Regions from separate parts of the Mus musculus genome. Here regions 1, 2, 3, 4, 5 and 6 are each linked to region 7. The links are chromatin contacts, called in public HiChIP or PLAC-seq maps. All regions are on one chromosome and are shown on one strand. The core of a region is the stretch at or near the end of the contact, and the rest is flanking DNA. Distances in the headings are between cores, read along the strand shown. Region 1 has its middle 210 kb from the start of Gm12159. Region 2 has its middle 140 kb from the start of Gm12159. Region 3 has its middle 62 kb from the start of Gm22284. Region 4 has its middle 250 kb from the start of Gm22284. Region 5 has its middle 230 kb from the start of Gm12159. Region 6 has its middle 98 kb from the start of Gm12159. Region 7 holds the start of Ebf1 (early B cell factor 1).

Region 1 (3,891 bases), core at 491-2,990, 710 kb before region 7:
CAGCTGTATATGGAGTTTGGGGCTAGCCTGAGTTATAGAACCTTTCTCAGAAGCAAAAACACAAGGAAGAAAAAGGAGGTAGTGAGTCTATACACCTACTCAGTCCAAAAAGAATACAAAGAAAACTGAAAACTCACCCTGGATAGATAATCCAGAATGATCACCATGCTTTCTTTAGAGTATCTCCTGATGAGAATTTTGAGAATCCAGGTCACTCTTACCTCATCTTTAGCTCTTTGAAACCCTGGGCACTAAGTCCATCAGTGCAGCCCTTTCTAAATTCCCCTTCCCTAGGTCCCTGTCCGAATGTGTGATTTACTTCCCTTATAGAGTCTCTAAGGTAGGCTAGTTCTCTTGTAGGGGCATGGGCTACCAGTCCCAGACATGGAATCTGTCCTTCAGTTATTCCATAGCACTTGATAGGCCTCTCACAAACTCCCCAATACACATACCTATTTGTGTTTTGTCTTATTGTTTTATTTAGAATATAAGTTAATTGATCGTATGCTGTTACCTTGATAATTTTTGTACTTGTAAGTGTGCTCACTCATGAGAAAGCTATATCTGATTTGTTTATGGATTCTATATGGATAATAATAAATGTCTCTGAGTATGGCAATTTCATATAGGACAGTATGATAGTTAATTTTCATTGTTAGCTTGACTGGGATTAAAGTCACATGGGTATGTCTGTGAAGGTTTCTTCACAAAAGTTTTACTGAGGCCAACCAAATGTAGAGGCATTGTCCCCTCAGGCTGGGGACAGAAAGTGGAGTGGGCAGCTGTGTTCGTGTCTTGTTGCTTCATGACTGAACACAGTGTGGCTGTCTTCCACATACTCTTGTCCCATGCCTTCCTGTCATTAACAGATTCCCTCAGAATTATGAACTGAAACACACCCCCAATTTTATGTTGGGTGTTTTACTGCAGAAACCTAAAAAGCAATACAATTATTTTTGGAGATAGTCTCCCAAACTGTAGTTCAGGCTGGTCTGGAACTTCCTATGTAGTCTGAGCTGACTATGAATGTGTGGTAAACTTCCTGCCTCAGCTCCATGAATGCTGGGATTTAGGTATGAGCCCTGATTCCCTGTTCTTCCACAGTGCTCAATTCATAGAATCCCCTGGAAACATTCATTAGTCATCCTTACCATCCATTGATCACTGTGGTATTTTGTGAATCATTCTTGCTACTTCTTACCTATCACTTAGTTCACTAATGTTCCTATTTCAGAGTCACGAGCTGAGGCACAAGGAAAGTGAGGTGGTAACCAGAGGCCATCTCGCTAGTGCAGAGCAGAGCAGGGTAAGCAGTATGTGGATCCTACAAGACTCAAAGCTCTTGATGTGAAGAACTGAGTAAGAGAAGCATCTAGTTGGACTCTCAAGCTGGAGATGGGGAAATGACAGACTGACAGTCAGTATTGCTCTCTCAGGTCCTATGGGCTATAAATGCAAAGTCGATGGTGCCAGTAAATGAGAGAAAATTTAACCCTCAATTTGTGTCAAACTCAAGTTCTGTAAATACTAGTTAGATCTCATCAAACCACTTGTCAAAGTGCCAAGAAGGGTTTCATTTTTTAAAAGCACATGCAACTTCTTTCAATCTGCTTGACTGGCCAAGCCAGGAAAAACAGGAAAAGGATTTTATTCTGTGAAGATCACCCCCACCCTCACTGTGGTTGTTGGGCCAAGCCGGCCTGCCAAGTAGACAGTTAAAAGAGTCAACCAGGTGTGGGCAACGTCTCCAAGGCTGATACAGAAATAGGCATTAACTTTAAAGCCACTAGCTTTAATGTCGGGGAAGAACATGTAAGGCGTGCACATGTAAGGCGTGTCTAGTCAGAGAAGCTATCATGACACAAGCCCAAATGGGACAAGACATTTATTTGCATTAGATCCTGAGGTCCCCATGAGAGAGCTATGGCGAGGGGATCTTTCTTTCTTCACAGTGCTTAGCATTTTAAGTCTGGTGGAGCAGGCTGGGTAGTTATGACTCATTTTATGAAAGGAAGATCTTGAGATTCCTGCAGTAAATACCTGGGAGAGAGAGAGAGAGAGAGAGAGGGAGAGAGAGAGAGAGAGAGAGAAACAGAGACAGAGAGACAGAGACAGAGAGACAGAGACAGAGAAAGAGACAGAGAGAGAGAGAGACAGAGAGAGAGAGAGAGAGAGAGAGAGAGAGAGAGATCCAGAATTTGAGCAACTCAACTTTCATGGTATATGGGATTTAAAAAGCAGAAGATTACAAAGTTACACTGCCTGGAATATCTGAAGTATAGATCTTCCCCTTTCTCCCTCCCTTCATCCCTTCTTCTCCCCTGCCTCTCTCTGTCTGTCTCTGTCCTTTCTCTGTATGTATCCATGTGCTGCTATCTGCTTTGGATCTTCTGGTTTCAAGAGAACAAACCACAGATACATACATACACACACACACAAATGCACATACACACATATACATGAATGCACATACACACATATAGAAAGAGAGACAAGGATAGAGATAGATAGAGGCAGGGGAGGAGAACAGATGGAGGAAGAGAGAAGGGAGAAGATCTACACTTCAGGTATTCTGGGTAGTGTCACTTTGTAGTTCTATTGAATCTTCAGCAGGAATTTGCACTGGTAAGGGCCAGAACATCCAGGTCTCTGTGGGATATAGTTTATTCTACACCAACCCATTGTAGCAATAAGAAGATTTTCTTGTCTCATTAGAGTTTTGGCTTCACTAATCAAGAAAGACAAAAGATGAACGCAGAAGTTTACATTTGGGAAAGATGCTCAGGATACATTGAAACTGAGTTCCTGCTGAACTAACCATCATGAAAGCTCTACATAGTGCTATTGTGTGTGTGTGTGTGTGTGTGTGACCAGTGTTGGCAGGTATAACCATATCATACCCAAGGACATAACAATATACAATCAGTTACTGCAGACTTTCTAGACTCCCATTGCCCTTAAATAGGTAGATGGATCGCTGGATTGTAAGGTATAGGCTTAGGGTAGACTGGAGAGTCCTCTTTAAAAATGAGGGCAATCATAGAGGAAGTAAGCCATTAGGAAGTCTGCACAATCGAGGTTACTTCTAAACCCGTCCTTAATGAGAGAGATGAAGAAAATAAATTTGGTCAATTAGAAAGTAATGAAGACCTTGCAAAAAAGGACTATCGACAAAAGGCCAGCAAGGGAATTCTTGAGTAATTTGAGTGTAACACACACTGTACGAATCAGCAGGTCAGAGTGGTGTGCCTCCCTCCGAGAAGATTAAAGGCATTGGTACTGGGCCCGCTCAGTTTCTCTCCAGTTATTTCTCCAACTAGCAAGCAAAAATTTGATCTGAGATGAACCCAGAGGATAGGGAAATGGGGATTCTCAACTTCAAAATCATGGTGATTATTCAGCCGAGGCAAGCCAAGGCCTCAGCAAGAGAACTGGGCCCAAAGGAAAGATTACCTCAACCTCAAAGAGAAAGAGATGTGAAGGGCAGACTAGAAAAACTTTACTGTATAAACCAGTTCATTCTTTCTTTGTTTCCCCCCAAGGTAGTATCTTTGTCTGTATTTCAGGCTGCCTTCTATCTTACAATCCTATTTTTCAGTCTCGGAAACCATGGGTTTGCAGATGTATATCACAGGGTTCAGTGTCCCAGCTTAGCCAGTTTTAGAATTAGATTATCAGAAGGCCATGCAAGTGGTTCCGGGTAAATCTCTCCCATTTATGCTGTCAGAGGGAATGACAGTGAACTATGCTCTTAGCAAGGCAGATGATGAACACATCCTTTGTTTTATTTGTTCTGTATCCATCAGGGAAAATTACAGAGCTCAACTCATCTAGGAATGCATTCTGTGGGTTTGCTTCCATAGTGTGTGTTCATGTGTGTGCAGAGGTGAA
Region 2 (3,586 bases), core at 828-3,327, 640 kb before region 7:
CAGGGAAGAGCCTGAAAATAAATATTCACACGCAAGGAAATGTGGAACTGAGCTACAGAGCTGAGCGCTCCTTAGTGCCTCTGAGGACCTCTGAGGCACAGTGGCAGCTGGAAAGTCTTGTTTTCTGCGGGGTTTCTAAACTTCCCTGAACGAACTTCACTGTTGTTCTCCGTCTGGTGTGAGATGATTAATTCTTTGAAATGACACAGGGCTCTATGGAGATCTGAGGCCGCTTTTCTCTGTTTGCTCGGTGATGAAATGTGCAAGAAACATTTTTATCACATCTTCTGGTTTATATACATGTCTGTCAATCCATTTATTATCTATCATCTGTATATCAAAGTATCAGAGAATAGACAGATGATGTTTAGAAAATGGATGGATGACATATATATAATAAATATATTATAGATAAATACTATTTATTTTCATTTATTTATCTAATGTCTATCACCTATTATTTATCATTTATCTATCCATTGTGTATCTATCATGATTTATCTACCTATTTACTAGTCATCTATTAATCCCCATTATCATTTATCTATATGACCTATATATTTCCATCTTCTGTCTAACATTTGTCTATCATTGATCATCCATATCATTTGTATATCTCTATATAATCTATCTATAATCTTTTTATCATATATCTCAATTATCTAACATTTGTCTAATATCTATCTGTCTGTCTGCTTCTCTGTCTATCTATCTATGTGCCTGCTTGCTGACCTTTTCCCCTATAAATATTCACTCTGGCAATCGAAGGTTGCCAAAGGATGTCATGCTTGTTATGCGGGATAAGCTTGCTCTCATTCATTGCTTTTATTTTGCCCACCACCAGCTTTAGATTTGCCATTCTCCTGATTTAAAGAGCAAAGCGGCCTGTCTTCATGTGCCCTCTGCTCCCAGTGGTGGGGCAGTGGAAGTGAGGACCTGGCTGCACGAGGTGGCCATGAGATGGTCACGCACATGGGAAGGCTGGTTACTTTCAGAGTTATCTCACAGTGTCTTGAGAATTTTCACTGATGGAAAATGATTTATTTCTAAGTGCTGTTATGTGCTGTGCAACAGAGTTATACAAATGAGTCAAACGTGCTCCCTAGTCTTATAAAGATCAAAGATGGAAGAGGAGAACCCAGTGGAGTGACATGTAAGACAGTGGTATGGTTGCTATGGTGAGCCTGTAAACTAACCCTTTCTTCTGCTGCTTTCCCTCTTCCTTCCCCTCTACCATCCATCCTTCCCTTTCTTCCTTCCTTTCTCCATTCGTTCCTTCCTTCCTCCTTCCTCCTCTCCTTCTGCAGTCCCTCTCTTTTTTCCTTCCTCTCCCCTTCACCACATGCAATTGAACACTTAGTCTCCAGCAGTTACCAGTTACCACATAGCACATAGATCTAGGTTGTTACTCTAACTATATTGACTTTTTGTTATTATCCACTGTTTTGTGAGAACCAATCACTATCAGAGGACCAATGGCCTCCAAAGAGTATATCACTTCCAACCTTCAGCCTCAGTCCCCTGAAAGTTCTCAGCAGACTACAAAGAGTTGCTGAAGGCAGGACTTAGTTTTTCTAAGTCACCTACACTCCCCATTTGCACCTGGTACAAAATACCAACTCAGTTAAGTGTTGAATGAGTAATTAAAATATTTAAATCACCGCAAAGCAGCAGAGAGATTTAACCATACACCAGAAGACTGGGTCTTTCTAGTAAGAAGAACTTAAGTGCGTAAGCTACAGTTAGAACTCATTTATCATTTACCAGGCATTTTAGTTGCGTGCCGCGTGTGTGATTCACCAATAATGTGGCTTTCCTGTCCAGGAGGTTTATAGAGCCATCTAGCAAGACAGTCAAGCATTCTGTCAGCTCTTCTGGCAACTTTCTTTGCTTAGAATCTGGGTCTCAGAAGTAAGAAAATCTCTCTAGCTCTTACCAGAAACTTCATTTTTAGAGCCAGAGGGAGGCTGAGGAAGAGTCCTGTGAAATCTACTGGATCTCTTGCCCTGTTGCTACAACACTGGGGTTTTCCATTGTGACTTGCTCTGTCAAAATGCCTGGTGTGCTAGCCACTGGGAAGCAGAGGTGAATAGGAACTTAGAACAAAGGCATGCTTGTTGTTCCCACTGAGTGAACTTGAACTCTCTATAATAAAGTCCCTGAATGGAATGCTTGTGATGAATGACCATGAAGAAAGTCTTAAGACATTTTCTTATAGTTTGAGATTGAAGTTCAAGATGAGTCTGTTGAATTGCATTTTATGTGTATGCCTGAATGTAAGTATATGCATGGTGTGCATGCCTGGTAACCTTGGACACCAAAAAAATAAAAATAAATAAAATAAATAAATAAACTGTGTATCAGGTTCCCTTAAACTGGAGTTACAGATGGCTGTGACCCACCATGCTGATTCTGGGAACTTACTCCAGGTCTCTACAAAACCAGCAACTGCTCTTAACCACTGAACCATATCTCCAGCCCCCAGATCAATGAAATTTCACGTGTGTTTGTTTTCCCATTGATAAATTCCAATAAAAACACAGAAAACTGCTTTCCCTCTCTGCCATAATAAGGTCTTTGTAACCCCGGTCCATTCTTCCATGTGGTCATTCTTTATGACTGCTTTTAAAGCTTTGTTTACTTATATTTTATGTTATGTGTATGAGTGTTTGGCTGCATATACGTGTATGTATCTCATGGGTGAAGTGCCCACAGTGGCCATAAAAGGGCATCACATGTCCTGGCACAGGAATATAGACAGTTGTGAAAGGCTGTGTGGAGGCTGGTTAGGAAACCTGGGTCCTTTGCAAGGGCGGATGGGAGCCCTTTGGATACTTTAATTAAACACCAAGCCTTGAGACTTCTCTGCTTTGCAAGTATGAGAAGTCCTTTATTTTTTTCCATTGCTGAGTATAATCCAAATGTGTGTGTGTGTGTGTGTGTGTGTGTGTGTGTGGCTGTGTATGTGTATGTGTATGTATGTATGTGTGTATGTGTGTGTGTGTATGTGTGTGTGTTTGTGTGAATGTGTATAATTGATTGGCCCATTCTGTTCGTGGGCATGTGGGTTGTTTATAATGAGAGGCAAAGATTTTTGTGTCTTTCAGTAGATGCAAACAATCATCACCAACAAATTAAAAAGTTCATGTAAAGGATGGAGATACAAACTCAACTTTAACTATGATGTAAAAATGGGTAATTCCAAAGCTTTCTTTAACTGTGATGCAAAAATGGTAAAAAAAAAAAAAAAAAAATTACAAGACACTCTCTGGTGTGCTTCTCTCTGTATGGGTATGGGTAGGTAGGAAATGACAGAGCTCATGGACAGCTAAGGAAGGCTAGGTTTGGGGGTGTGGGGTGGGTAAAGAGGAGAACTTACAGTCTAAAGTTAGGAAAGTGTTTGTGGAATGCATGAACCGGGTCATTTCCTTGCAGTCTGTACATAGGGTTTTTCTCAGGCCGTGGAGAGTGGCAATCAATTAATGTGCATCTCCAGTTACCTCGAACAGTTGGAGGTCTTAATTGGGCCAGCAGTGAGCAGGTGGTCCTTCCCATCAGCTATCCTTTCACCTGTCAGTTAAGGGAG
Region 3 (3,857 bases), core at 227-2,726, 960 kb before region 7:
GGAGATGGATTCAGAAAGAATAAGTAAGCCATGCAAAAAGAGACAGACTTGGTATTAGAAGTGGAAATAGTACAACAGCCACACTCTTAGATGGGTTCTTGGAAGGATGAAATAACCCCAGTTGAGAGATAACACCCATTGTTTTGTGGTGCTCCACATACTATCCTATGACATATATAGCTGAGCCTTTTACTGAACTCCAGCAATTAGATTGGTCCAGGGATGGACATGCAAGTTGGCCACCACAGTAGTTTTATGTCTTGATTGTGTGATTAGAGACCAAACACAGAAGTCTTCTTTTCCCTTGTCTTGAAAATCCAGTGGTAAAAATTTGGTCCCAGAGTTGTGTTTGAAGTTGAAGGGAAATGAAGTTTATATCAGTGATGAGCAGGGATGGGAAGGGAGGGCTTGGCAGAGAAGAAGGGGATGGATGGAGGGGGGAGGGAGAGATGTGCTACAGAGTCCCCCATTTTAACAATATTTTCAAAATATGGATTTCCTCCAAGCTTGTCCTTCTGCGTTCTAAGCTGCCTTGTTCCATCCTTGTTATTTTCCTTATAACTTGGCCTAGCTCAATGACTAGAATTGACAACGATACCCACGGCATGGATATCTTTAGAGACAGAGCACCAGACATTCTCGAAGGACCAGCTTTTGCATCTGCCATTGTTGGTTCAGCCAGATTGTAAACAGTGTGTGTTGAGTGTGTGCTATGCGCTGGGCATCATGGTAGATGCTGTCAGCTTGACAAACAAGATTCTCTTGCTTACTAGGTCCTTTTGGTCTGGTAGGAGAGAAGGCCTAGTGCGAGCATGTGGGGGAAATAGTATTAGGGTGTCTCGGAGGAAATGGTGTTTAAGGAAAAACCTGAGAAAGAGGGACAATCCAGAAGATGTGTCCTGAACAGAGAGCCAAAATCTAGAGGAGAGAGAGAGAGAGAGAGAGAGAGAGAGAGAGAGAGAGAGAGAGAGAGAGAGAGAGAGAGAGAGAGAGAGACGGGAGCAAGGAAGCAAGAGAAGAAATAAAGACATTATGTTAAGGGCTGGGGACAGAGGAAGGAGAAAAGGAAGGAGAAAGAGAGATGCTTCTGGAAAGAATTATAGTCTAGAGTGGCTGGATTCAGATTTGGGTGCATTTCTTATAACTTCAGGACTGAGGGGCATCTCTGAGCTGTGGTACCTATCCCGAGTGCTCCCAGGCAACCTGCTGTCCCCTTATGTGACAGCGTGCTTGTCTGGGACCATCTCCTTGGAGTCAAGGTGGGGATGGGTTCAGGCAGATTAGAATAGGCATGTGTTTAGTTTGTAGCTTTCATTGTGCTGGGTGTGGGCCAACCACTTTTCAGGATCCGATTATTCCCTCCCAGAGGGTCCTGTGGTCAGATGCCAGCTGCACGGATCTGTTACCATGGGTGACATTTTCATCCAATGGGGAAACTAGGCTGCTCATTTGTGCAAGCAGCAGATGGAGCAGCTAATCGATACAGTCTGGGAGGTAGGCACTGTCCCTGCCCCCAGTGGCTCCACTGCACTGTGTGAGCCAGACCCAAGGGGCTTGTGGAACACACACCAGTGACAGAATCTTTGATTAGAACCGACCTTGCTCACTAGGAGTCCTGGTCCCAAACAAAGGCCTGTTTTCACCAAGGTGGCCTCTCTACTTCCAGGCTTTTCACAGGCCTTGTGCCTTAAGCAATACTCCTGGGGAAAGCTGCTGCAGAAAGCTCACAGAGGTCTGTATAAATGATGCTGGGTCCTCCATGACAGTACAAATCACCAGCATTCTTAACTATTTTTTCATCATGTGCATTCAAGTGGACCCAGGAGGCACACTGTTCTCAAGAACCTTATGATATAATAGGGGACTTCCACTCTGGTCATACTATAGCCCCAAACCATATACGCCCATCTATCTCATTTACTAAAGTAATAATATGCCAGGTATCATAGAACTGGCTGGGGAAAGGAAGGAGGCTAGTATAGAGGTGGTAATTGGTACTCCCCGCTACCATATTTAACTCTGTAGAACACACACCAGTAACAGAGCCTTTGACTGGAACCAGCAGAAGTAGCTGGGCCTGCTAAGTTCTCTGGCATGGCTTACCAGTGTTTCCATTTGTGGACTGTAAAACTGAGGTGCAATGTGAGACAGTATTCCATTATGATCTTTTGTTTTTAGTCCCATTTATTTATTTGTTTATATGTATGTGTGCTCATGTGCATGTGGAGGTCCAGCGGTGACTTGTGGGTCCTAGGGATTGAACTCAGGCCTTCAGGCTTAGAAGCAAGTGCCCTTACTTAGGTGCTGAACTATCTGGTGGTCCCTTCACTATCAATTTGGGTAGACTTTGAATTTAGAGCAACTACCAGCTGTAGTTCATGCTGGTACCAGTGTTTTAGCAGTTGTGGGTGTATGTATGTGTGTGTGTGTATACACACACACACACACACACATATGATTATGGTATATGCATGTGTATATGTATGTTATATTGCTACACTCACTGAATAGTGTGTGTTTTTATTAATTACTTAAAATAAGATAGCGTGAAAAATATTGCCTCTAACTTTTTCATTTCTGTGAAACCCATATCCTTGTGTTGGTTGTGGGTTTGGGCCATCCATCAAATTGATCTCTACTTTCTCAATATGTATATGTGTGTGCTATCCTCTTTCATTCTTTCTCCTTCTTTCCTTCTGTCCTCCCTCCCTCCCTCTCTCACTCCCTCCCTCCCTCCCTCCTTTCCTTCCTTCCTTCCTTCCTTCCTTCCTTCCTTCCTTCCTTTCAGACAGAGTATCTCACAGGCACTGAATTTGCAAAGTCTGATAGACTTGCAGCTCATCAAGACCCAGGGATTCACCCATCTTTATTCTCTAGTGCTGAGATTACAAGAATAAGCCACAACACTTGACTTTCAAAATGTAGGTTCTGGGAATTGAACTCAAGTCTTCATATTTGCAAGACAGACACTTTAATGACTAAGCTATCTCCCTAGCCTCTTGTAGTGTTTTATGATAACCAAATGAAAATCAAATGAGATGACAGTGGGATGGATCCAGTGGGATGGTACTCCAGACTGTTCACTCTCCTTGGCTCATGTGGTGGGATTGTAGGTGGTGGGTGATGGTATGGATTGTGGGTGTTGGTGTGGTTGGTATTGTAGGTGGTCATGTGAGTGGTGGTATTTGATGTGGTTGTGAGTGGTGGGTACGTGACTCCTAGAGCCAGTTGTAAGGCTCTGGGCTCAGTTTCTAGCATTGCAAAAAGTAAAAATAAATAAGTAAATCAAGGCAAACCAAAGCAAACTGTAGCCAGTTGCTTTTCCCATGCATGGTTTCTGCTGCTTGAGTCAAGGTTCATGGATCAGAAGTTCTTGGGTTTACTGAGACCCATTCACTGAATAAATAAAGTGCTTGCTCTTCACTTCCCCCGCTCTTATAAGGAAGATGTGAAATAGGACCCAGCTGTGCTTTCATCATCTTCCTCCCTCCTCATACTTTTCTGAAGTCTTATCAAATGAAGCACCTGCCAACACACGTCAGTAATTTATTTCTCTGAGCCACCACACATATATGCACCACCATTTTAATTAGCAAGAAGCAAACAGAAGAAAGAGGCTATAGGCACAGCTAGGAAGCCCCGCTCCTCGCATGTGTTAATTATTCATTGAGGTAAATAAAATTAAATATTTTCCCTGCAATCCAGAGCAGGATCTGAAGTAATTACACTGTCAGATTCATCAAATATTCTCTCATCAAAATAAAAACCTTGATGTCACTTAATAATTTATAATACAAATACACAGAAATTGTAAAATATTATAAATAGAAAACTGCAGGGTAAGTGAGCATGAATTA
Region 4 (3,579 bases), core at 939-3,438, 770 kb before region 7:
TCCCATCGCTTTCCCCAGCGCATTCTTGCTGCTGTTGTGCACTGGGACCATCTGAAGGAGGAGGCTGCCATGTGCAATTTTCTACTTCAGGAAGGTGTTTGATGTGCACCCTCCTTCACCCATCTACCACTAATCTCTCCATACATGTCTCTGTGGAAACTGTAATTGGGTCCTGCCCTTGGACCCATGTCTTCATGTACTTGACATGAATGCTAACAAGGAGAGACACTAGATGTTTGAGAAAGAACATTCTTTCTATCTGTTCCGATTTTCATAGCCAGAGAAACCATTCCCAGGTAGAGCTCTAACCACTGAATTCCTTTGCTCACAGCCCTTCTGTGGACTGTAGTTGGCTGCAGCACCATGAGAAATGCTTGGAGACATGATGCGTCACATGCGTCAATGTGCCTTACCTTCTGCTACCTTTTATGTCTATACTCCTTCCACACAGGCATGTTTTCCATTCCAAAGTACAGGAATCTGGCTGAGGCTGTAGCTTAGCGCTGGTGTTTGTGTAAGGTTCTGGGTTTGGTGTGATCCAAAATAAATAAATAAATAAATAAATAAATAAATAAATAAATAAATAAAGAGAGAGAGAGAGAGAGAGAGAGAGAAGAAAGGAAGGAAAGAAAGAGAAAGAAAAGAAAAGAGAAAAGAGAAAAGAGAAGAGAAAAGAAAAGAAAAGAAAAGAAAGGAAAGGAAAGGAAAGGAAAAGAAAAGAAAGAAAGACTAAAATAATTGTAGATAGGCTGGAGATTTGGCTCAGTTGTATAAAACACTTGTCTAGCACACACAGGGGCTGTGAGAACAATCCCAACACGACAAGAAACACCCCCTATAACACACACACACACACACACACACACACACACACACACGCATTTAATTTAGAAAAAAGAAAAAAAGAATCACCCTTTTCTACTTTATTTACTTAGCTCTTTTAAATTTCAGAATGGATTCATTTTTCCTTATTGGCCTTCTCTGACCTTCCTGATTCCACTCATTCTCCCTCTAGACTACAAACTGGAAAGGAGGTCTTTGCCTGTTATTCACTGTGCATCAAATCTTCAGCAAAATGTTTGGTTCATAATTCTTTAACAAACCCAGAAACAGTAACTGTCACTCTGCTACATACTTCCTTCTTAGGCCCCTCATGAGCAGCCTTAGAGATTGGTCCTACCATCTCTATCACTTAACTATCGGAAACAGGACCTAGTCGGAAGACTAACAGTTGTACCGCTAACAGCACTGAGCTAGAATGAATACCTACGGAGCATCCCCCAAATTGGCCCTGCTAACTATGATGCTATCCTCCTCCTGAGCACAGTAGGCATTTTAATAAACCTTTTCTGAATGAAGTAATGAATGTAGGTCTGAGTGGATCTGATCTCTAGAAGTCCAGGGTTCAGATCTCTACCCTGACTCGCCCTTTAGTGTGTTTTCCTGCTCCAGGCCCCCATGCTTCCTGTGTTAATGTGCGTAGCCAAAGCACACAAGTGCTGGACACAGCAGACTGTGGCTTTAAGGTGGCACGACTTAACAGAGCACACCTGGACTAAAATCTTGAGTCTTGAAACCTTTAAACAAGAAGAGACTGAGGCGGAGCATTAATTTAGCACCTAGGTGCAGCAGGGATCCACAGCAGCTTGTGAGAGATGAAGCGGAAGAAAGAGAGGTATCTGAAAACAACCGCAGACCCAGCTCACAGGAAGCTGTAGGCCTCTCTTTGCTGATCGCTTTTGGTATCACGTGAGGTGGGATTTGGGGGATAATTATCCACAATCACTTCCTTCTTGGGATCCATTCCTTATTAGCAGTCTGCATGCCTGCTGGAGAAACCCCAGTTAACTGCCCTGCTTTCTCCGTGTACGGAGATGAAAGTCTCATTGCCTTAATACCTCTGAAATGGTGCTGTAACTGAAGCCACAGCAAACTGCTCACCGGGGATCCCAAGCCTTGCAAACTAGTCTGTCTAAGCCTGCATGAAAAATGCAGGCCTGCCCCTCTGCTGCTAGTTAAGCTGGCTGGAACTTTAATGCATGCCTCCTACAGTATTTTAGACCCAAGCCCCCAAGCCCAGGCCCCTGCCCCCAACCCACAAAGCTGCCACCAGAGTCCTCTGTGGCTCCTAAACACTTGGCTCTGGCACTTGGGACATTTTATTGAGGCAGCTTTACTGGAAGGATCCAATTACAGGGTATGGCAAGTTAGATTCAATGCCCCGGTTAACAACGCAGCAGAGAACACTGAGGCTCCTTCAGCCCTTCTTGGTCTGAAGGGAATGAGCAGAGGTAATGGCTAACAGCCCCCAAGATGGCTGCTGCTTCTGGACAGGAACACTCCACTGGGTTTTTAAAAAATCCTTCTATTTTTATTCATGTGTAAAAAGTAATACATCATAGTTGTTGGGGGGGAAGTCAAGCAATAGGAAGTAGGAAGAATAAAACTTAGTCTCTCCCCCTCGACTCTTAAAATCCCACATACTTCCCCTGAGGTAGACACTGTTTCCAGTTCGTTGTATATCCTTCCAGATTTTTCTTTATTATACTTGTAAAAAAAATCATATCATAGTTAACGGTTTTCTGGCCAAGTTTTCTACAACATATTTTTTTTTTTCCTTTGCCGTGTATACCATGGTATTTCCGCCATCTACCCTTATGAATCTTTATTCCTTCTAACTCAGACATTACGGTTTCTAGTGTCTGTGTTGTTCAGTTTTTTGCCACTTCTGTTCAAGGTGCATCATGGTGGGAAAGTCAAGATGGAAGGCGCCTGAAGCAGATGCTCACGGGCCCATCCTCAGTCAGGAAGCAGGAAGAGATGAGTACCAGCTAACTCCTTAGCTTGCTTGCTTCATTTTATACAGCCCAAGCCAGGGATCCCCAGCTCTGGAAATGGATCGACCCACAGTTAAGATGGGTCTGATCACATCAGTTAACTCCATCATAATAATCCCCCACAGGCCTGCCTGAGACATAACTCTCCCAGGGAATTCATGAGTCTGTCAAATTAACAGTTAACACCAAACTTCATAGTCATGTATATGCAGCCCTGAGAACCTTTGAGGTTCTCATTGTGTGCGCTATATGTACTTGAAAGAATTTCTTGTTTCTTTTCCATTATTATTATTTTTTTTTCTGAGGCAGAGTCTAACTGTATAGCCCAGAATGGCCTCAAATTCACTGTATAGCCCAGGCTGGCCTCAGACTCCAAAGAAATCCTCCTTATCTGGCTTCCAAGTGCTAGTAATACATGTGTGTACCAGTACTTCTGGAGAGAGGACTTTTTATAAGGTAAATTTATCAGAGTAATGATGCCATGTCTCCAAGACATCAAGTTTAACTTTCCCTGTAGCCTGGGCAAATGTTTAGAAGATTTAAAAATATAATGGCATAATCATACAAGGAACAGCTATGTATTTCTTTCTCTCTGATTCTCCTCCATATGGTCAGATCGACAACAAGCCCACAGGTGAGCATCAGCTTTGTAAGCAATCTGCCAGCTCTTTATGAAGAATCAAGCAGATAGGGAGTAAATGGGCGTGCATTCCCATCTTATACATTATATAATGCACTTTTT
Region 5 (3,466 bases), core at 102-2,601, 730 kb before region 7:
TTGGTCATAGAACCAAATTCGAAGGGTTTTTGATGCTCATTTTATTGAGCTATGTACCCAGGCAGACTTTGAACTCATTACCCTCTAGCTCTAGCCTCCTAAGTGCTGCTGTTGCAGGTATGTATCTCTTTGCTCATCTAAAATCCAATATTTTGATTTTTCTTTTCATCATCCTCTCTACTTGCTTACATTAAACTGGGAGATACCATTGCTTTGATCTTCTGTTCTCTTTCTTTTTTATAACTGCAGCATCTCTGAAGCTAACCTCATATCACCATGACTTCTACCATTTGATTTGTCTTTGGGGAACTCTGTGCTATTCAATCCTGGGCTATCAGCATTTGCCTACTGTTTTGGATCATGATGATAGATATCAGCAATAGTAACAGATGCCCCTCTTCATGCTACCATCATCAGTACCTGGAGTCTCAAGACCCAGCAGAAACATCCAACAAACATGTCCTCTCTTCAGACTATCTCATTGCATGCATCTCCAGTTCTGAAAACTGTGAATCTGCTTGGGACCTATAAACCAGTCATATAACCTTGGGCAAATTGCTTCCATTTGGGGATCATTGTTTTTCTATTGTAAAAGTAGAAAAAGTTGATTAAATTATTAATAGAAGAGTGATAGATCCCCACAAAGTTATGGAATAAATTTAACAATTATCAACTCTGAATGGTGCCCTCTGGGGCTGGGTGGGGCTAGGGTCTTTATTTTTATAATTTCCAAATTGAAATCAGAATTATCATAAAATTGGTGGAATAATGAAAAAGCTATTTCCCAGAGTAGGCCTCCATGAAGTGACAGGGATGTAGCAACCATGGGGAATGGGCTAGGAGGAAGCCTGAGACTCTTCCTTGGTGTCTTAGTCCTGGGAGGGACAGTATGCTCATCAAGATTCTGATTAAGTAGGGATTGCCAACGGCACTCTTTGTAACCAGGCAAACAAGACCTAAAACAAAAATCTATCAAGATTTAATCACATTGCTCTATCCGCATGACCTAACCTCTGAGTGCTCGTGAGAACACTTTCCTTTGTTTTCAGGCCCTAAAGCACGTGCCTCGGTGGGAGCTATGGTCCCTTCTGAGTTGTCACTTGTGTGGCAGAAGCAAAGATTACTTTTCAGTCCCCTTTGACTCTCTGAATTAACATGAAATTGAAGAGGGTAGGCTGGGGAGAGAACAGAAAGAAAGAAGGACAGAGATGGGAGGCAAATAGAAGAGTGTGGCTCACTTTCCAGGTAGTGAACAAAGCAAAAAGTGCCCACCCCACTCAACCCAGCTGGTCCTTCTGCTAGGTCTCTGAAACAGCTTTCTAGAAAGAGGGCTTTATGGTCTGGCTCCCTGCCAGAAAGCTGATTATTTCAGACTCTAGCAGGTGTCTTCCCCTCCCACAAACACATACTTCCTTCTATGTCTATGGTCCTTTGTAGTCTCCACCACCAAATCAATGCCAATGTGAGGATGGTAGCACCTGACTGTGTAACCAACAAGCAACATAGATGCTCCTGTTCCAGTTCATAAGGAAGTGTTGATGTGTTCTGCTGTCATGTCCAACACATGTATTTTGCAGAAACGTGGGTAAACCTTGTCTAAGGGTTGCCTCCCTATCCACGGTCAAGGGATGATAAGATGCTATGAGATCTAAGAAGGGAAGTGTTAGGAGGGGCTTCTGTTGGACTCTAGCTTGTTTAAAAGCAGATTTGGAGTCTAAGAAGCGGGGTGGGAAGGCCAGTGGAGAAGGGATCAGACCTTTCCCTCTCTGAATGCTCACTCTCCTCCTTGGATATTCTCATCTCACATCCTTCCCCTGACTGGTCCTGAAATCTGCAGGGAAACTCAGGAATTTTCCTGTGAAGATGAAGTGAGGCTTAAACAATATGTCTGTAAAAGAGAGTTTGGATGCTGCCATAGGGTGCCTTATAACCAAGGAAAGGTCTGACTCTCAACACTGTAGAATTGAAGAATGTTCATGAGTCACCTTAGAGGCTTCCTTCCCTTCCCTTCTCTTCCCTTCCCTTCCCTTCCCTTCCCTTCCCTTCCCTTCCCTTCCCTCCCCTCCCCTCCCCCCTCCCCTCCCCTCCCCTCCCCTCCCCTCCCCTCCCCTCCCCTCCCCTCCCCTCCCCTTCCTCCTCTTATGTCTTTCTTATCCCCTTCTTGGTTAAACTGAGATCATATTTGTTTCCTATCTTTTAAATAGCATTTTTTGATGATGAATTGAAGTGGTATTTGTTCTGAATAAGAAAACAGATTAAAATCCAGAAAGGCAGAAGAGATTTCCAGTCAAAGAACAGCCGTGACTAATAGTGATTGCTATGAGTGTTTGCCCTATTTCTCTTAACAGTCACAGGAGATGGGTACTGTCCACATAGGTCTTCTGCACATGGAAACATTAGAACTGAGAGAGGTTCTCTAATTTGCCAATGCCACGTGGATCATAAGCAGTGTGAATGCAGAGTCCACACTCTCAAGATGCTTTACTCTCTTTGGCTGTGTAAGAGTCAGGATCACCTATCAAGGGATGGGGGTGGGAGATAGCAACCAAGAGGATATGCTCTCCAAGTACATGGTCTAAGCTTTGGGCAGATACATAGCATAGGTAATTTATCTATTTCTATAATTAATCTCTTTGCCCATAGCCCCAGAAGCCTGACTTACACAGAGGTGAATTGTATTAATGGTTTGCCTTGGAGTAACTCTTGCCATCATCTGGAGGAGACTTGCCTTGGCCAGTCAATGTATCATCACTTTATAGTAAGACTTCCTGTAGACCTTGACAGATGTCTATGTTCTTAGACTAGGTGACTGGCATCACTACGTGAGGTGTCAATCATGTAGCTTGTAACTTGGATACTGTTTCAGCACTACTACTCTCTTACCTCTATCTCACTCTTTACAGGTGTACTGGGAATGATACCCTAGTAAAGGCTGAGGATAAATCCACACAGACTGATCTCTCTACCCATGACTGACAACTTCATGCTCCAGTGGTGCACTCTCTGTGTAGACAGCCCTTCAAGACTATCGCTTCAAGTTGTTGCTTTGGTGCCTATCTTCTAGATGAGGAATTCTGCCTGGATTCAAGTCTAACCTGGCTTAAAGTTCAACTTTTGAAAAGTTTTCAAAAGTTCATTGTAGTATGTTTTTTAAATATCTTAGTCCATATTCTGTAGCTTTAACAAAATACCCTGGACTAGTTGTCTTATGAAAAAAAGAGGTTTCTTTGGCTTGGAGTTCTGCAATTCTTACAACGTACTCCCAGCTTCCACTCAGTTTCAGGAACAAGCCACATGCTACTTCACATGACATGAAGGTAGACTGATACATGAGTGTTTCAGTTTTATTTCTTTTTGCTGCTGTAGAATACTCTGACCGAAGGAATTTTAGGGAAAAGGCGTTTAGGCTCACAGTTTCAGGCGACTGCCCAACACTGTGGGTAATTCAACACTGCCCAAACTAAAG
Region 6 (3,351 bases), core at 713-3,212, 600 kb before region 7:
GCCCATAGCCCACAGAAGTCAGAGGAGAGCATCAGATCCCTCGGAACTGGAGCTAGATATGGTTGCTAATTACTACGTGGGTGCTCAGAAGTGAATTTGGGTATCCTCTGCAAGAGTAACAGTTACTCTTGATGACTGAGCCATCTCCCCAGCCCTACTCAATTTCTTGTTCATACTTTGTGATCCTCTCTCCTCGGGTTACAGATATGTGTAAATTTGTACATATATAAATGCTTCAGCAAGCACATTTTAGTAGTTATTATTTATTAGTCTCGATGCTAAGAGGTTTAAACAAATATTCCATTCAATCCTAAACAAGCCCCATGAGATGAGTGCTATTGACTCTCATTTTCCAGATACGGAAAGAGACTTAACTATGGTAAAGAAAGCCCCTGACACATATCACACATTTAGAACACATTAAGGTTTGACTTCAACAAGAACAGTCAGATACCATATCCTGCAAAAAGAGTAGCCGCCCTCTATCTATTCCTGGGTAATATGGAGCTGGCTTAACAAAATGCCAGGATAATAATCTGAACAACAACAGAAGGCCCAGGGTCTTGGATCTGAGCTTTCAGGCTGATTCTGAGTCTTGTGGCACTGTTTTCATAAAACACTCCAAAGTAGATGTAGTCTGACATTTGAACCTTGTGCTGTTCTCTGCCATGTTTTATTACTTCTCTGTACACCAGGCAAGAGGACTCCAAACAGAGGAGATGGCAGCTTAAAGAAAGGAGTGTGAGACTCTTGAGAGCCCTTTTCTTTTTCCCCTTACACGGGTCCCACAGGTCTGAGAAAGTCAAGGGCTTGATATTTACTATTCATTGGCTCGGCACACATGGAGATCTGCGCTCAGAAGCCACAGAAAACGGAAAAAATGAAGTTGGGCACCTCCCAGCAGTTCCGGTGTTTCAGGAAGACACACTGAGGCTGCTCTTTGAGGGCTGCTGTGCAAGGTATGAGCAGCAAGGCAAGAGCCAGTACTCTCCGAGAGCCTTGACCTTCCCAGACATCTCCAGAAGCAAGTCCCAGCATTGCATGTCTCCAAAGATGAGAATTTGGGTGATGTTTCTTAAAGGTCACAGAAGCTTTTTAACAGCCAACAGCTCAGAAGCTGGTACACAATTCTGCCTCAGTTGCTTGAACCACCCCTCTCTTCTGACCCTGCAGCTTGTCCTGCCCCTCTCTATAATGCATCTTATTCTTTCTTTTCCACTAACTGTGGAGACCTGCACTGGCATCAAGTTTAGACAGTGATGGAATGGTACACACCTGGGAACAGGAAGCCAGGCTTAGTATAGCTGTTGAAGTACCTGGGGCTCACGTGGAGACAACAGATATAATAAATACATTGACTGGGCCAGACTCCAGCTGCTAGAGATGAATGCAATACTCTTTATGTCTTTGCTGAGGCTTTATATGTGCCCAATGATACCAAAGGACCCAGAGAAAACCTGCAGCATGGCTCAGAAGTACAGTTAATGCCTGTTTAATGTTAATGTTTCCTGTTTGACATGTGTTCTCTCTAATTCCTAGGTACAGAGATTTCTGGAAATGACTCATTATGTTTCCAAATCCTAAATTGATGTGTAACATAGAATCAGTACTCAAATGCTCGCCAAGTGTCCCTAACAAGATGACCTTACTCTTCTTTGGGAAATTAGTTGTTAACACCCTTTCAATGTACACATATGGCATGGGGTACTCCTGCAGTTGCAGGGTAGAGGAGCTGAGGGGCACTTTGACACAGAGAGAGAATCTTCCCAAAGCTGGGATTTCCTTTAAAGATCACCCTATTGCTGTGATAGAAGGGTGGCTTGCTAGTTGTTACATCAAAATACAAGAGAAAGCAATTAAGGTAGGGTAAGATTTATTTGGCTTGCAAGTCTGGGGTAGAGAGCCGGGGACAGCATCACAGGCCAAAGAGAGCTAGTCAGCTTCACTCACACTCAGGAAGCAGAGAGTAAACAGGAAGTGGGCTCTAGCTAGGAAGACTCAAGGGCTTGCCCCTGGGGAACTATTTCCTCTTATGAGGTTCTACTTCCTGGAGTTTCACAGCCTCCTCAAACAGCACCACCATGAAGTCCAAGTGTTCAAACACAGGAGCCTATGGGATCATTTCATGGAAGAAGAGTGGAGGAATAAGGCAGATATGATCTTCAGGTTCCCAAAATCACACAGGACAACAATTCTTTTCCTCGGTTAACCAAAATCTTCATATTCCGGATGTCTGTGGTATTGTGAGATTCATTTACCTGTCCATGTACACCTGCCATCCTGGAAAATATTTCCAGCATAAGGGCATGTTCTCAACATCTGCTTTAATACAGGGAGGATCCAGCATGGTAGACAATGTGGATCTGGAGGCAGGGGATATTCTGTCCTAACACCAGATGTTCCATTGTGATGACATTCTTTTGCTTTAAAAAGAGGCATTCCTCAGTTACTGTGATAAAATTTCTCTTCCAAAGAAAAAGCGAGTTTTCACAGGGACAGAAATCAGAAACGAATCAACCTATTTTTTTTTTTTTAAAAAGAAGATCCGTTAAAATCAATTCCTTAAGATTCTTCCTTCACCATTTCAAACCAGCATTTCCCTCCTTGTATGCTTGTATGTTTACATGGGTGGACAGCAAGCATGTGAGGACATCTGGTAAGTGCCTGTGGGTACCCATGGAAGCCAGAAGAGAGCAGCAGGTCCTGGAGCTGGAGCCCCTGAAAGAGCAGTAAGTCCTCTTTACCACTGAGCCGCTGCTCCTGCCTCTCCAATCAGCATTCTTGGTGACTTCACTTTTGATGGGCTCCACCTCCATTGTGACATTTGATGAGGAAAAGCAACACTCACTTGGCAGTTTTTGTTGAGCTTACATTTCTGAGGTCTCAGCATCTAGAGAAAATGTGGCCACATATATACATCTGTAATTAGTGAAGTTTTCCACATGCAAAGTGGTGATCAATGATATAGGAAATTTACATCATGTGTATTACTCTTTGCATAATACCAAGGTCTCAGGTATCACTAGGTTGTTTGTGTATATTTGATGTACTCATAGTGTACATAGATACATAGCATACATAGCTTGAAAGCAGTGTTCAGCCAAGGGCTCGGAAGTTTAAACCTGACTATGACTTAAACTTTCCCTGAAGCACTGACAAATAGGTTTTCTGAACTTTCTAAGTCTATACTTGTGATATGATTATGATCTACAGAATAAAAGCTAGAGATTTTGGTCTCTGTTAAGGTTCTTCTGAAGCTACGGGACTCATGGGACTCATTTCAACTATTTGATGACTATGATTGCAGCCATGACCCACCGTGTCTCACTCTTTTGGTGTTTTGTTTTGTTT
Region 7 (3,778 bases), core at 455-2,954:
TCGCCATGGGAAAGAGAACTGGGGCGTCTTGTTTTACTGTTGTAAGTGACTGTTGTTGTTTGGTTAATTTTTTTTTTAAATAAAAGACCTGTCTTGCCAAAGTTTTGCCATTCTGAGAAATCCTCCTCACACATTCCAGAAACCCAAAGGGCCAAGGCTTCTTGGCTGAGAAGATCCGCGGGGGACTGGAGAATAGGATGCCCGGGGGCACCACAATGACAGCCCAAACTGCCGGACACTATCGGACAACACACACACACACACACACACACACACACACACACACACACACACACACTTTCGCTTCTAGCCTAGTTACCCAATTCACTCTCACTACCAACCACTCCCAACCCTGTGCTCATGGGGATGGAAACAGTATAGGACAGTTGTCCCTAGCCCTTCCCCCCAAAAATGGAAAGATGGAACTACTCCCCATTCCCCTTCTGCACCCTTTATGTCTAATGGAGCCTGGGCCCACAAAGTTTTCCCCGAAGCCCAGGTGGTGGCCAGCAATGAAAAGGGCAAGGTACCATTTCTCACTTGGGACTAGGAGCCCCTGGACAGGGCACTGGGTGTGTCCAGGGAAGTTCCTCAAGTTGGTCTCCAAGAGCATGGCCTCCAAATCACTCAGTGTAGGATCTGGAGAGTGGGAGAGGGACTGGGGAAGGCCAAGGTGACAGTGGATGAGGGTGGCTTTTAGGAGATGTGAAAATTAAAGTTGGAAATCACTATTCTACAGGCAGACTGAGAAAAACTGAAGGCTAAGAAGTGGAGAGAGGAGAGAGTAAAGAACCAGATAGGAGAAATAAGAGGAGACTCCAAGAAGAAAAATGGAGAGAGAGAGAGAGAGAGAGAGAGAGAAACGGGGGAGAGAGCCAGGTGAGGAAAGAGAAGAGAAAAACGAAGAGTGAAACTGAGAAAGAAGGGGGGAAAAGAGTGGAGAAGGACAAGAAAAAATTAAAGAAGGTAGAAAAGGGAAAGGAAAGATAGGGGGAAAGGAAAGAATTAAAGAAGGTAGAAAATAGAAAGGAAGAAAGGGGGAGAGAAGAAAATTAAGTAGGAAAAAAGAAAAGAGGGAAGAAGAAAAAGGAAAGAACTGAAGCGAAATAAAGGGGAAAGGAAGCGAAGAGAAGGAGAGGAAAAGGGAAAAATATAACCACACAGAAAAGAAAACAAGCGGTCAGAAAAGCGCAGCTATCCAACACCGAGCTGCAGAGACGCCTCTTCTGGGTTAAAACAAAACGAAAACACTCGCAGATGGGGCTGCGGAAAGTGCCGGCAAAGCTTGGGCTCGGCTCCCTCCAGCAGCTCGCTGATCTCTGGCCACCCGGCGACGAGTGCTGCGCAGCCGAGGAGCGCGGAGCTCGGGCGGCGAGCGCAGCGCAGCGGCAGACGCACTCGCGTGGCCAGGCCCCGGGTAGCCGCGCCGCCGTCTCCGGGCTCTCCCGCTAGCCGGTGGCCTCTCCTCCACGGTCCCCCAGCGGTACCCACCTCTGCGCCGCTGTGTTGGCGTCCAGCACCCCGGCGCCCTGCATCCACGTCCGCACCGCGTTCATGCCGCTGCCCAGCGGCTCTTCCTTCATACTGCTTCCACTCCGTTGGATGCTTTCCTGGATCCCAAACATGAAAACAACCTTTTCTTGTGGAAAAATCTCCTCCCCTTTGAAAATATTTGAAAAAAAAAAAAAGGAAAAAAAAAAAAAAACGCCAACCACAGATTTTTTTTTTTTTTTTTGAGTCGATGAGACTCGCGCTACATCAAGGCGGGCTGAAAAGCAAAATTTTTAAAAATGTAAACCTTCGCTCAAAACTGAGCGATAACAAGGAGGGGGGCGAGGGGAAAAAAAAAGAAAGGGAAAATCCAACGAAAAGACCAAAATTAAGAAAAAACAGAGATATATGCCTGGCTGTTGGGGGTTGTTTGGTTGGTTGGTTTTGAGTTTGGGTGCTTTTTTTTTCCTTTTTTTTTTTTTTTTTTTTTTTTTTTTTTGCTTTTTTTTTTTTTTTTGCCTTTTTTTTTTTCTTTTTGTAGTAATCACAGGCCGTTGGAGAACAGGAGGGGCTGGAGTTTCCTTTTGTAGCGGTACCTTCACTTGAAGAAGCAGGAAGAAAAAAAACCACCCTGATGACAATTTAAGAAACAATAGATACGACTCTCGAAGCCGGCTTGGCTACTTGAAGTGTCATTTTCCACAACCAGGCAAGTTTTTTTCTCTCTCTTTTTTCCTCCTCCTCTCTCAACCAAAGATGTTTCTTTCCTTTCCGTGCGTGTAGATGAGGACGCTGGTTGCTGTAGACAGATACACCGGAGGGGGGGGGGGGAAGGGGAGAGAGAGGGAAAGAGGAAGGGGGGAGGGAAAGAGATAGAAAAAGAGAGGAGAGGGAGAAAGAGAGGGGTGGACCCTGCTGGATGGAGATTCTGTTTTCTCCTTGCTAAAATAGAAGTGATTTGCAGGCTCTCCCTGTGGAATCCAGTTTGACTCTCCCCAGAGCTAAACACAGGCACACTAACCCCAAAGGGAAGGAGGCGGGGCCCTCGCAGCCTAGACACGCCCCTTCTTTGCATAACGTCATCCTTCCGCCTTATCACAGCCAATCGCAGCTCCCGAGCTGGCTTGTTCACAGAGCCTGGCCACACTCCCTCATTAACATCCTTCTCCTTGTGGCGCAGGGGAGCCGCCAAAGTTCCCGGCAAAGTGGCGAGCAAGGGATCTCTGAGCTCTAGCGTCTAAACTGGAAGGAGCGTGGCCTTAGAGAGCGAGAGAGGGGGCAGAGGGAAGGAGATGGAGGTATCCTGAGTCGAAGGGGTATGCACCATGGCAGTTCTTAAGCATCCCTTCCGAGCCCTGAGCGCGACGGAGGCGTACTGACTGCGTTCTCTTTGGGCAGACGCCTAGTCCCTTGCTTGCCTGTCCTGGGACTTCGGGGGCAAACGTGGAGGAAAAAAGGACTGACCAGGCAGAAAAGGCAGGATGCCCATCCCAGGTGTCCAGCTCTTCACTCTGAAACAAGGGTGGCGGGATGAACTTTATGTGCGCGAGATCGAGACTTGAGGGCACTCGGAAGACATTATCTCCGTGTCAGGAGAGGTAGAGAAACCTAAAGCCCCAACCAATACGACTTTAGTAGACCGCAAGGGAATGGGCATTCTAGACTCAGTCTTCAGCAGGCTTCTGAAATGCCTCTAACTCTGGTGCTAACCCAGACACGAATGCTGTTGGGCGCGGTTTTCACTCGGTCACTACTCTCCAGAAGTCCCTAAGAGTGAATGAGTCTCTGGGGCTATGCAGCCTGCGACTCTAAATATCTTCAGATCCTCAGTCCCTTCTCCTGCTCCGCAAAGTAGCTTTATTTTTCTTTAACAACTGCAGCAAGGGTGTTGCCTTCTCTGATTAGTTGGTTATTTGGCACACAAAGTTCTTTCTGTTAAAGGGGAAGGGGGCTTGAACCAACTTCCATCACAGCCATAGGGAGAGAGACTGGGATGTAGAGAAGAGAGATGAGAGGTTGGGAGGGAAACGGGGAGAAGAGGAAGTGGATAAGGTGGAAGAATGTAAGGGGAGGAAGGAAGACAGGAAGAAACGGAGGGAGAAGAGGGTAACTTGTCTCCCATCTCAGGCCTATTGACCTTTGTGTTATGGCTAAGGAGGAAATGAGTGGAGGTTTATGGGTAATATGCCTACCCCATCATTTAAAAAAAATGGTTGCAGCGTTTAATAAGCTCGTGGTAAATGTATCATTACTCTTAGAGGACATCCTGGATGCAGCCAAGGCTGCC

Evidence for each region. HiChIP or PLAC-seq counts read pairs in DNA pulled down with a chosen protein or histone mark.
Region 1: an H3K4me3 HiChIP or PLAC-seq map of pro-B cells shows a contact between it and region 7, with 9 times the contacts expected there. The contact joins the enhancer-like site here to the promoter of Ebf1 in region 7. A contact is called at or near these places in 12 of 39 promoter capture datasets (the 3T3-L1 cell line, the C10 cell line, embryonic stem cells and 5 more), 2 of 15 datasets of contacts at CTCF or cohesin (large pre-B cells and pro-B cells), 5 of 484 Hi-C or Micro-C datasets (gonadal supporting cells, large pre-B cells, pre-B cells and 1 more), 13 of 115 datasets of contacts at active chromatin or transcription factors (the 230-238 cell line, the NIH/3T3 cell line, craniofacial prominence and 9 more) and 2 of 9 other capture datasets (embryonic stem cells and embryonic trunk).
Region 2: a contact with region 7 is called in an H3K4me3 HiChIP or PLAC-seq map of neural tube, with 3 times the contacts expected there. The contact joins the enhancer-like site here to the promoter of Ebf1 in region 7. A contact is called at or near these places in 15 of 39 promoter capture datasets (the 3T3-L1 cell line, 3T3-L1-derived adipocytes, the C10 cell line and 8 more), 3 of 15 datasets of contacts at CTCF or cohesin (the NIH/3T3 cell line, large pre-B cells and pro-B cells), 14 of 484 Hi-C or Micro-C datasets (B cells, the C10 cell line, the CH12 cell line and 6 more), 18 of 115 datasets of contacts at active chromatin or transcription factors (the 230-238 cell line, the NIH/3T3 cell line, cardiomyocytes and 11 more) and 5 of 9 other capture datasets (adipose tissue, embryonic stem cells, embryonic tail and 2 more).
Region 3: a contact with region 7 is called in an H3K4me3 HiChIP or PLAC-seq map of stem cell-derived neural progenitor cells, with 20 read pairs. The contact joins the enhancer-like site here to the promoter of Ebf1 in region 7. A contact is called at or near these places in 2 of 39 promoter capture datasets (cranial neural crest and embryonic stem cells) and 12 of 115 datasets of contacts at active chromatin or transcription factors (the 230-238 cell line, the NIH/3T3 cell line, craniofacial prominence and 8 more).
Region 4: a contact with region 7 is called in an H3K4me3 HiChIP or PLAC-seq map of embryonic limb bud, with 24 times the contacts expected there. The contact joins the enhancer-like site here to the promoter of Ebf1 in region 7. A contact is called at or near these places in 4 of 39 promoter capture datasets (embryonic stem cells, hippocampal neurons, liver and 1 more), 1 of 15 datasets of contacts at CTCF or cohesin (large pre-B cells), 1 of 484 Hi-C or Micro-C datasets (cerebellum), 12 of 115 datasets of contacts at active chromatin or transcription factors (the 230-238 cell line, craniofacial prominence, embryonic forebrain and 8 more) and 2 of 9 other capture datasets (embryonic stem cells and embryonic trunk).
Region 5: a RAD21 HiChIP or PLAC-seq map of pro-B cells shows a contact between it and region 7, with 7 times the contacts expected there. The contact joins the enhancer-like site here to the promoter of Ebf1 in region 7. A contact is called at or near these places in 6 of 39 promoter capture datasets (the 3T3-L1 cell line, the C10 cell line, embryonic stem cells and 3 more), 3 of 15 datasets of contacts at CTCF or cohesin (the NIH/3T3 cell line, large pre-B cells and pro-B cells), 9 of 115 datasets of contacts at active chromatin or transcription factors (the 230-238 cell line, the NIH/3T3 cell line, craniofacial prominence and 6 more) and 1 of 9 other capture datasets (embryonic stem cells).
Region 6: an H3K4me3 HiChIP or PLAC-seq map of pro-B cells shows a contact between it and region 7, with 5 times the contacts expected there. The contact joins the enhancer-like site here to the promoter of Ebf1 in region 7. A contact is called at or near these places in 7 of 39 promoter capture datasets (the 3T3-L1 cell line, 3T3-L1-derived adipocytes, the C10 cell line and 4 more), 2 of 15 datasets of contacts at CTCF or cohesin (large pre-B cells and pro-B cells), 2 of 484 Hi-C or Micro-C datasets (brown adipocytes and muscle stem cells), 17 of 115 datasets of contacts at active chromatin or transcription factors (the 230-238 cell line, the NIH/3T3 cell line, cardiomyocytes and 11 more) and 3 of 9 other capture datasets (adipose tissue, embryonic stem cells and liver).

Annotation. Positions count from the first base shown.
Region 1 is chr11:45,321,705-45,325,595 of GRCm38.p6, reverse strand. No RefSeq gene overlaps it. Among named protein-coding and RNA genes, the nearest start is that of Gm12159, 210 kb to the right of the region's middle. Within about 2 kb of position 1,740, at least 14 of the 459 cell types and tissues checked have an H3K27ac peak or open chromatin away from gene starts, as enhancers often do. A contact at or near this core is called in the 230-238 cell line, pre-B cells and pro-B cells, where this site is marked.
Region 2 is chr11:45,254,717-45,258,302 of GRCm38.p6, reverse strand. No RefSeq gene overlaps it. Among named protein-coding and RNA genes, the nearest start is that of Gm12159, 140 kb to the right of the region's middle. Within about 2 kb of position 2,077, at least 9 of the 459 cell types and tissues checked have an H3K27ac peak or open chromatin away from gene starts, as enhancers often do. A contact at or near this core is called in the NIH/3T3 cell line and neural tube, where this site is marked.
Region 3 is chr11:45,575,535-45,579,391 of GRCm38.p6, reverse strand. No RefSeq gene overlaps it. Among named protein-coding and RNA genes, the nearest start is that of Gm22284, 62 kb to the left of the region's middle. Within about 2 kb of position 1,476, at least 13 of the 459 cell types and tissues checked have an H3K27ac peak or open chromatin away from gene starts, as enhancers often do.
Region 4 is chr11:45,388,085-45,391,663 of GRCm38.p6, reverse strand. No RefSeq gene overlaps it. Among named protein-coding and RNA genes, the nearest start is that of Gm22284, 250 kb to the left of the region's middle. Within about 2 kb of position 2,188, at least 23 of the 459 cell types and tissues checked have an H3K27ac peak or open chromatin away from gene starts, as enhancers often do. A contact at or near this core is called in craniofacial prominence and embryonic limb bud, where this site is marked.
Region 5 is chr11:45,347,411-45,350,876 of GRCm38.p6, reverse strand. No RefSeq gene overlaps it. Among named protein-coding and RNA genes, the nearest start is that of Gm12159, 230 kb to the right of the region's middle. Within about 2 kb of position 1,351, at least 6 of the 459 cell types and tissues checked have an H3K27ac peak or open chromatin away from gene starts, as enhancers often do. A contact at or near this core is called in pro-B cells, where this site is marked.
Region 6 is chr11:45,212,937-45,216,287 of GRCm38.p6, reverse strand. No RefSeq gene overlaps it. Among named protein-coding and RNA genes, the nearest start is that of Gm12159, 98 kb to the right of the region's middle. Within about 2 kb of position 1,962, at least 19 of the 459 cell types and tissues checked have an H3K27ac peak or open chromatin away from gene starts, as enhancers often do. A contact at or near this core is called in the 230-238 cell line and pro-B cells, where this site is marked.
Region 7 is chr11:44,616,026-44,619,803 of GRCm38.p6, reverse strand. It overlaps Ebf1 (early B cell factor 1), which reads right to left and starts at 1,704. Exons shown (of 16, transcript NM_007897.3): 1 at 1,492-1,704. The coding sequence starts at 1,625.